2 separate regions of the Danio rerio genome follow, and region 2 is linked to region 1. A link is a contact called in public Micro-C data. All regions are on one chromosome and are shown on one strand. Each heading gives the region's core, a stretch centred on a gene start, on an enhancer-like site or on the middle of the called end of the contact. The rest is flanking DNA. Distances are from core to core; before and after follow the strand shown.

Evidence for each region. Hi-C and Micro-C count contacts between places; a contact is called where the count stands out from the background.
Region 2: a contact with region 1 is called in a Micro-C map of caudal fin, with 7 times the contacts expected there. The contact joins the promoter of atf7a here to the enhancer-like site in region 1. A contact is called at or near these places in 3 of 18 Hi-C or Micro-C datasets (caudal fin, hematopoietic stem cells and an unstated tissue).

Annotation. Positions count from the first base shown.
Region 1 is chr23:30,307,707-30,312,172 of GRCz12tu, forward strand. dip2ba (disco-interacting protein 2 homolog Ba) reads right to left here. Exons shown (of 38, transcript NM_212963.1): 4 at 3,312-3,437; 5 at 2,263-2,505; 6 at 1,850-1,999. Among named protein-coding and RNA genes, the nearest start is that of si:dkey-9p24.5, 38 kb to the left of the region's middle. Within about 2 kb of position 2,070, at least 4 of the 62 cell types and tissues checked have an H3K27ac peak or open chromatin away from gene starts, as enhancers often do. A contact at or near this core is called in caudal fin, where this site is marked.
Region 2 is chr23:30,414,205-30,418,650 of GRCz12tu, forward strand. atf7a (activating transcription factor 7a) reads right to left here and starts at 2,740. Exons shown (of 12, transcript NM_001030205.1): 1 at 2,728-2,740.

The DNA.
Region 1 (4,466 bases), core at 820-3,319:
TGTCAGGACAGTTTTGTAATGTGTCACATTAATAGAATATCCTAAATCAGCATCAGGGCCATTGTTAAGAGAGATTGCACGGATTGGATGTTCAGTTTAAAGAATGAGTTATGACAACAAATGCGAAAGGGGTGAAAGCTAGTAGCTAATTCTAGACAGATTAAAGACTGTTCTAATGCTAATTCATCTCACCTGAACAGATTTTTCCACAAATATTTTAACAACGTGATGCGTCTGGAATGAAGGAAGCGATCAGCATGATGCTGGTTACCAAGCCCTGCTTTATTCACAGTTTGTTTATCTGCAGTTCTCGTTTTGTCATCCCACTTTGAACTATTGATACCTGCTGATGCAGAGTTATCTTCTTACATGCAGAAGCAGGTTGCTCATGCTAGTTTACAGCTGCTTGCAGTATGTTTAGAGTTTTCATGTGGAGATTTTTTTTTGTGGTGAACGCAAAGCAAAAAAACTAATTCCATAAAGCAGGATAAGAATATAATTTATATCAGTGGTTGTGAACTGGGAGCCTAACAGTGGGCCTCAGTAATTATATATAATATAAATATACATATATTCATAATGTAGCCATTAAACCATTGAAGACACATGCACAATTCTGGAGCTTTGTTAGTGTTGCCAGATAAAGCTGATGTTTTCCAGTTCAAAAGCTGTCCAAAACAACCAAACTGACAAAAAGCTGCCCAAAATATTAGATTAATACTTAATTTGAATTCATTTAAATCGAAATTAACCTACCCATTTTTTAACCATACAGCAACTAACACCAGCAGTCACAGAACCACAACATAAACAGATCACATCGAAACACTGCCTCCTCTCACCCACACACTACACTTGTTGTGTAGATTACACTACCTATTAGAGTATGTTTTACTTTCGAAATGGAGTATAAATTCATCCTATTTGATATTTTAAATTCTTTTGAACATAATTAGGTGCTGCTTGTCAAGCAGACAAGGCTTCTATGTTTGTTCCTGCTGTTAATTGTGTAAAAAAATTATCGACAAAAGTGTCAGGATAAACCGCTGTAAGTTTAACTGCCGGTGATACATGATGTGTGTGAGGGGAATCAGATTTGTCCGGGAGTCAGATTTTGATACAACTTTCCTTCACCTCTTCTTGCAGGTGGGCCTACGCGATTTGCGCTATGCACTTGTCACTACTGACTAAATGGAGTGTTGTTGAATAAGTTGCATATAAAATTCACGTTTCAAATTTTCTCAACCCACCTGTGCCATTATTTTACCTGCACAATCAAATCTGAAACCAACCAATCTAGCAACACTGACCGTTGCTGTCTATGGTGGATTAAAGAGCTCTCAGATTTAATCAAAAATATTGTATATATGTGTGTTTCAAGGATGATCAAGGGTCTCTGGGGTTTGAAACGACATGAGGGTGAGTAATTATTGATAGAAATTTTCATTTTTGAGTATACTATCCCTTTAAGTACATTTAAACCTAATTATCTAACATTGTTTTCCTCCCCCTCAGAAATCTTGTTTAAGAAACATACAGTTTGTGAAGCTTCTCCCACAGAGTGCATAAATGATGTTTATATATATATATTTATATATATTTATATATATATATATATATATATATATATATATATATATATATATATATATATATATATATATATATATATATATATATATATATATATATATATTTCCAACAATTTTCTGTAGTTACCGAAACATAAAAGTCTAGAGGGAGGGATTGCTTTGACTATTGTGTTGGCCAAACTGGGTCCTACAAGTCTAACAGTTCAGGAAGTTCAAGGTCTCCAGCATGTAAGAGCTGTGTGTGAGGCTGTCCATACCGCCGGCAGTGTCCATCATACTGGATCGGCTCTGGCCTCGGCTTATGCCCTTCACTGCGATGTTGGCTGGCAGGTCTACTCTGGAGTTCCTGTCCTGGGGCGCTGTGGACGTGACGTCAGGCGGGACACTGCCACTACTGCTGTTGGTATCTGTAAAGGAGACACATAACAGCATAGTGATTCATCCAGCATTCAATATGACACACAACTGAACAAACAGGTTTGCATAGCCACCGTTAAAGCTGACGAACTTGGAAATTAAGATCTGCTGCTGTTTTCCTTTGCCCTGATCACTGGGAAGTAAATCAAGCTTACGTAAGTACCAGACATATAAAAACTGAAGCTCTTCTTTGTGTCGTCTGTGATTCAGCACTTGAACACGTGTGTTTGTGTGACTCATGATCCTGCAGTACCTATGCGGGTGTGTGCCAGCACATCTGCGAGCGCACTGGTCTGCCCCTGGCTGTGGTTGTTGTGGTTGTGCGTTTTGCCATCTCCGTGAGAAAGCGTGGAGGAGGCGGAGGAGGATGTGGAGGAGCCCTGGACTGATCGGTTGATCCAGTATTCGGGACTCTGGAGGTTCTGAGCCAGCATTGCACTGATTGCGGCTTGACGCCGGCGCAGGGAGCCCTCATCCTCCGACGCTGACGATGTATCTGTGGCCACATGCATACAACAACAGTTTAAAAAGATAATAATGAATAGAAATAAAAACGAAAAGCTTACAGATAAAGACCACAAAAGGCAGACACATATACATGATGAGTTTGATATGACAACTTAAGATAGAATAAGCAGCGTTATAGAATTTGTGATCAACAGACTGGTAATAATTGCATTACATTCCTATTAACTGGTACATTCCATATTAACTTAATATGGTTCTATAAAATAGAGTTATTAACATAATATCACTAGAAAATAAACAAAAATATACAGGGTTTCTGCAGGTCTCACCAAGATATATATATATATAAGACTTTTTAAGACCCCGCTGACACCCTGATATATCCTACATTAACTAAATACAACATCTGACAATTTGCATAACATATTAAAGTTATTATTGTAAACTGAAATTAATTCCATGCAACAAAAATTATGTACTCCTTGATACTGAAATAACAGCTTAATAATAATAAAAAATGCAGTCATTTTATATGGTCTTTTTAAGTGCAGGAAAAAAATGGCTTCAAAATATCAGCCTTTTATAAAATATAGCTAGATTAATTAAAAAAAAAAAAAAATATATATATATATATATATATATATATATATATATATATACACACAAATACATTGTGGCAAATACAAATATATATTATATATACAAATACATTGTGGCCTTAAACACAAGAGTGTGCCTTTAAGGTTTGGGTTTTTTTTTTTTTTGAGACCCTGCTGGTCAGTGAGATCTGGACAGAAGGGGCAGCAGAAGGCTTGTGGGCGATGCATGACCCACCGGGAGGAGTGCAGTTTTCTGCAGGAGACTGGACGAAGGCTGAACGCCGCTTAGTGGGCATTGGAAGGGCCATCTTCTCCTCTTTATGCCGGGCCAGAGCTGCCTGCACTGCCTCTGTGTGGATATCTAGCAGATGGATGCAGAGACGACGAGAAGACAAAAGACAAACGAAAAGACAGATGAATAAATACCAATTACACAATGGTACATGACAGGAGGCAGATGAGACATACAGCAATGTCACCAGACAGTGACTGTAGTACTAAAATGACTCATGTAGACACAAAGAACTCTCTCTCTGTGGGAACAAACACAGTACAGAGGCGCTCAGTAACACTGTACATTTATTTAGGCCTGCTTTGAGAAAGGGGTCAAGGTTTGGCATCAACTCCTGGTTGATGCTTCACAACGCGTTTGCACAATTTGCTGACCTTTAGAAAAATTGCTATGGATTCAGACTATAATTTATATACAACCAAAATATGTGCGTACACTGAGACGGATAGCCAAATCAGTGTTTTCTCTATGTATTATGCATCAATTCATGTCATTGTCAAACAAATAAGTGAATGATATACACTATAGTTTAGAAATTAAGAGGTCAGAACGGTTTCGTTATTATCAAAGATATTTTAATAATAGAAAACCATTTATATTTCTTAAACAAATGCTTTGTTCTGTATTTTTTTTTTTTTTGGTTTTATTAACAAGAACCAGCCTGTACAGTTTCATTATACAACAAAATCACTTTACTTTCTTTAACAAGAATTAAATGAGTGAACAAGAGATTGGCACATACTTCCATGCTTTATGGCAGTGTAAAAAGATTCAACCCTTTTGAGAAACTTTACTAAGATAATTAGGTGCCAGGGATTTATTCTTCTCTCACCCAGGATATGTCTTTTAGGTGGTAAAACTGAGGTTCCACATATTACGAATAAGGAGTTCTCTCTTCTATCTGTTGGTATATCTACAGCAAGACATAAAATATTAAGGTTTTAAAAAGACATTTAATATCTTACACTTCAATAATGGATGAATTTGATTATGATTTTTCATTTGAAAAAATGTTAGCCAAAATGAATTGTGATAAGGAAGTGGAAGTGGATGTATGGTACTGTATGTTATATTAAGAACAGGGTTCTTACACCTTTT
Region 2 (4,446 bases), core at 1,490-3,989, 110 kb after region 1:
TACAACTTTAGACACACCCTGCATCAAGCGTTAACGCAGATGCCTCGTGTGAATTGGGTGTAAAGACTGGTTTATACTTCTGCGTTGAGTGATTGGCGTGACCCACGAGACCTGCGTTGCACGTAGTACATTTATACCTCTGAAACGCTAGCTGGCAGTGAGGTTTTAAGTTCCTTTGTTGAGTTTCTTCGTTGATGTTTTGTTTTTTCTGAATGCTCCCTTACTGTACAAACAGCTAAAACTTACTCATTCTGAGGAGGGACCGGCGTACTGTATGTGCAACAACATTAATCATAAGGCAAACATAAAACAAAAGTTTTCATCTGGAGCTCCTTCACGGGACTTAACACTTTTAAACACCCACTTTCAAACACCACTTCAACTGCTCCCGCTCCACACTAGTCACTGCTACCGAGCTGACCAATCACAGAGCCTGCCATGTGCATTGTTGTAACGTGTAGTTACATTTTTTGAGTAGTGCACGTCAACGCCGGCATTAGCCACGGCGAGGGGTATGCAACCACACAAAGGTAGCGCCTGAGTATACGCATGTGCTTGATGCAGAAGTATAAATCAGCCTTAACAGGTGCACGTCATGAGCTTGAATCACATGATTTTGAATGCGGTCTTGACAATTTAAAATAAGCATATGTAGGACAAAATGTATCAAGATCCTGTTTATATATATATGCACAGATTAAAAAAAAAAAAAAGTATTGTTATTTACTAAAATTTCCAGGTGTAAAATAGACCTGAGGTATTTATTAATGATTTTATGACTTTTCTATTTAATTTACAAGAGCTGTAATTTATTGAACTATGCTTGACACCACAGGATAGTTTTAAGATTTGGCTCGAAACATTTTTTAAATGTGATAACAGCAGTTTTTAAAACTAGAAGTCCATAAAAACCTTAAAATGTTCAACCATTTACTGCGTTTTAAATGATGACAATATTAATTATATTAGCTTTTGCCATGTGTGACAATAACAATGCAACGGCACATCAAAAACACATATGAACAAATTAAACTGAATTGGTAAAAACAATCAAATTCAATAAAAGCATATATAATCGGATAACCTCTGAGCTCCTAACATAACTGTTTTTAAAGGTTTATCAGTTACTCTTAAAATCCATTTTCCTGTGGAGTTTTTAACTTCTGCAACAGCTTTTCTGCTCTACAGCCGGGGTAAAAAAAAACACAAGCAAGGCTCTGAACTTGCATTAATCAAGTCGCTGTGAGGCAATTACAGTAACAGCTGCAAAAATGCTCACTAGCGCACATGAAAATATGTCAACTGAGACGATGATGTATTATATGAGGACGTGCAGTCATTACAAACAGTAACATTATTGGAATTCAATGAGTGCCAAGTGAAGTTGACCCATATCTACAATTACAGTTCCACAGACATACAGATGGTGTTTACAGCACTAAGATGGACCATTCACACGCTCAGATGAAATATAGTTGACTACTATCAGCTGTTTTGCAGAGCCTTATTTTCACACTAGAAGTATTACGTATAATTATGTGAAATGTTCACTTTGTCTTTGTTCTATCACAATACTCTTGGCCAACACTTACGATAACAATCTGATTAACAGCAGGTGCTTGTTTTATATAACATATTTGTATATTAGCAAACAAACATGCAATAAACATGTATTGTTTGTTTACATTGCAAGCAAATGTTGAGATTTACAGTTGACATTTGCATGAGGTGGAATAAAGCAGTAATTACAGGAAGGCAATTAGTAAGACATTCAGCAATAAATAAATAAATAAATAAATAAATTTATGTTAAAAATATATATTTAAAAAAAACTATATTTATAAATTCGTTATTCTGCCAATCATGGTGGTTTTCTATAACTAACACAACTTTTTAGATAGCATGTTTACTAATAAAAACAAAAGACACGGCTGCCCAATTTATTTAAATAAAGTTAAGTGACACTTTAATGTGCAATTTGTACTTTGTATGTTGAATTTATAGATTACACTAAAAAATAACGCTAGTTTCTAGTGGCCGAGCCGAAAATAAACGTCGCTAACTATTTAGCAAACCCATGCTAACCTGATGTCTTGCGAACATGCCAACTTTAAAGCCAGCCTTTTCCCGTACGTGCCCGCCCTACACTTACTACGATTGGTCACTCGCGCGTCTATCAAAGATCCCCAATTGCTGTTTGGCCACAACACACGTCAATCAATACTGTTAGTCATGTCTCATTGGCGGACGGAAATCCCACTCAAAAGATGGAATTCACGGACTTTCGGTGTACAGGCCGCTCGTACTCCCCCCGCTAGAAAACAAAAGTATGCAAAAAAGGGACTTTGAAGCAAACTAAGTAATCGTGTCCAATTTGCCTCTTTATGTATACAAGAAAACGTAAATACTTACACTATATGAACACTCGGTAGCATAATTGAATACAGTGTTGACAAAAAATAAGGTGATAAATGATGGCCAGAGGTACTTTTCTATCCCTGAGATTTTCTGCTCTCGCTTGTCAAGAGCTCTGAGCGAGCTGCAGTGAACGCGACTCCGTCTGTAGCCCACTGCCAATCTGACAGCCTCACGAGCGCCTCTTAAAAGTTACTCGCGGCCACAGACGAACTTTTTAAACGCATATTTACAACACTTAGACTCTGTTTTTAAGTCTACACAATCACAGAAACCACATTTTTGACAGATGAAGAATGTTTACAAACTTACCACAGCGCCCCTCTATCCCTCTCTCTTCTCTCTCTCCTCTCTTGGAATCTGACACGCCCCTCCCCTTCAAATATCGCGAGATTTTGCTGTCAGAACACAGCCTCCCAACACTCACCTGAGGTGTTTTTGATCCTGCCAACGTGGTGGTCGATGGCGATGCTGTGAGGTACGGTATAATTGACACATTACAGAAACTCATTTATTGACTGTAATGTGGTTAAAGTTTTGTTAAGTCATTTAAACGTTAATGTGAATCTGTTCAGTAATATAAAATGGCTTAATACTATCTGTATTTCGAGAGCTAAATGCAAACTTATTTTTGTTCCTTCCAGTCTTTTCAGAAAATCTTTTAAGCCAATTATTACACTTCTCGGGGGGTTTCAATCAGAGATGATAAAATAGCTATATTATAAAATAATAATACTGTATATTTGGTATAGGTTTTTCCTTGAATATAGCCAATGCTGCTGATATGGAATTAAAACATGAATAAATAATATAAAATAATATATTATAAACATAACGCGCTCTAACAGAATTTAAAATGTATTTAAAATTGTAAAAATTAATTCAACTTAAAATAGTTCAATATAATTAGTTCATGTAGTTAGTTTGTAACTAAAAGTAAAATATATATCTAGTATTCTCATTACACTGTGCTCTGTTTTTATTTATTTATTATGATTATTATCACTATTATTCATTCATGAATTTCCCTTTGGCTTGGTCCCTTAATCAGGGGTTGCCACAGCGGAATGAACCACCAACTTATCCAGCATATGCTAACTTTACATAGCAAATGCCCTTCCAGCCACAACCCAGTACTGGTAAAACATCCATACACACTCATACACTATGGCCTATTTAGTTTGTTCAGTTCACCTGTAGCGCATGTCTTTGGACTGTGGGGGAAACCAGAGGAAACCCACGCCAACACGGGGATTAATATATTAATATTATAAAAATAATTTTATATTAAGCTCTAACTTAATTTAAATGCATTTAAAATGGTAAAACTTAATTAAACAAACTAATTTAATATATTTAATGTAGTTTTGTAAAATTTGAAATATATGTTTAGAATCCTCATTTCATTGTGTTCTGTTTTTATTTATTATCACTATTATATTATATTCCCAGTTTTAGTAACAAAAAGTGAAAGTATCTCCATAGCATCCACATTTGTTGTATTACATATTTATATGATTATTATTATGGATACTAGTATTATTATTCAAACCCTAAAACTGTCATGAACATTATTTTGTTGCCATCTCTGAACTGCAGACTCTCTTATCTAATCCTCTACTATTGAGTTTAAAATAGCCATTTTGTTATCAATAAAACTAAAGGTAATCTAAACTAAACTAAAGGTTTAAGGCTTTGAAGGAGAGGAAGACCAGCCTGCAGAGGGCCTTTATTCAGTCCTACTGTAGTTTCCTTCCTGACTGATTTACATTCTTTTGAGGAGGACATCCTGTGCTTGGACAGAAGTTTAAATAAAGCATGATGGAAAATGCAAACAGTCCTAACTGAAATGTTAATTCACAATAAAAATATGCTTTCCTCATTATTATATTGCCTATTGGGAAACCAAAAAACATGCTTTAAAGTGATAGTACTATGCAGAAAATCTTTTCACTGTTAATAATACGTCTAAGTAAATAAAGCTAAACAACACTTTAGTAAATAAAGGTAATTAAAACAGATTAAGCTGAC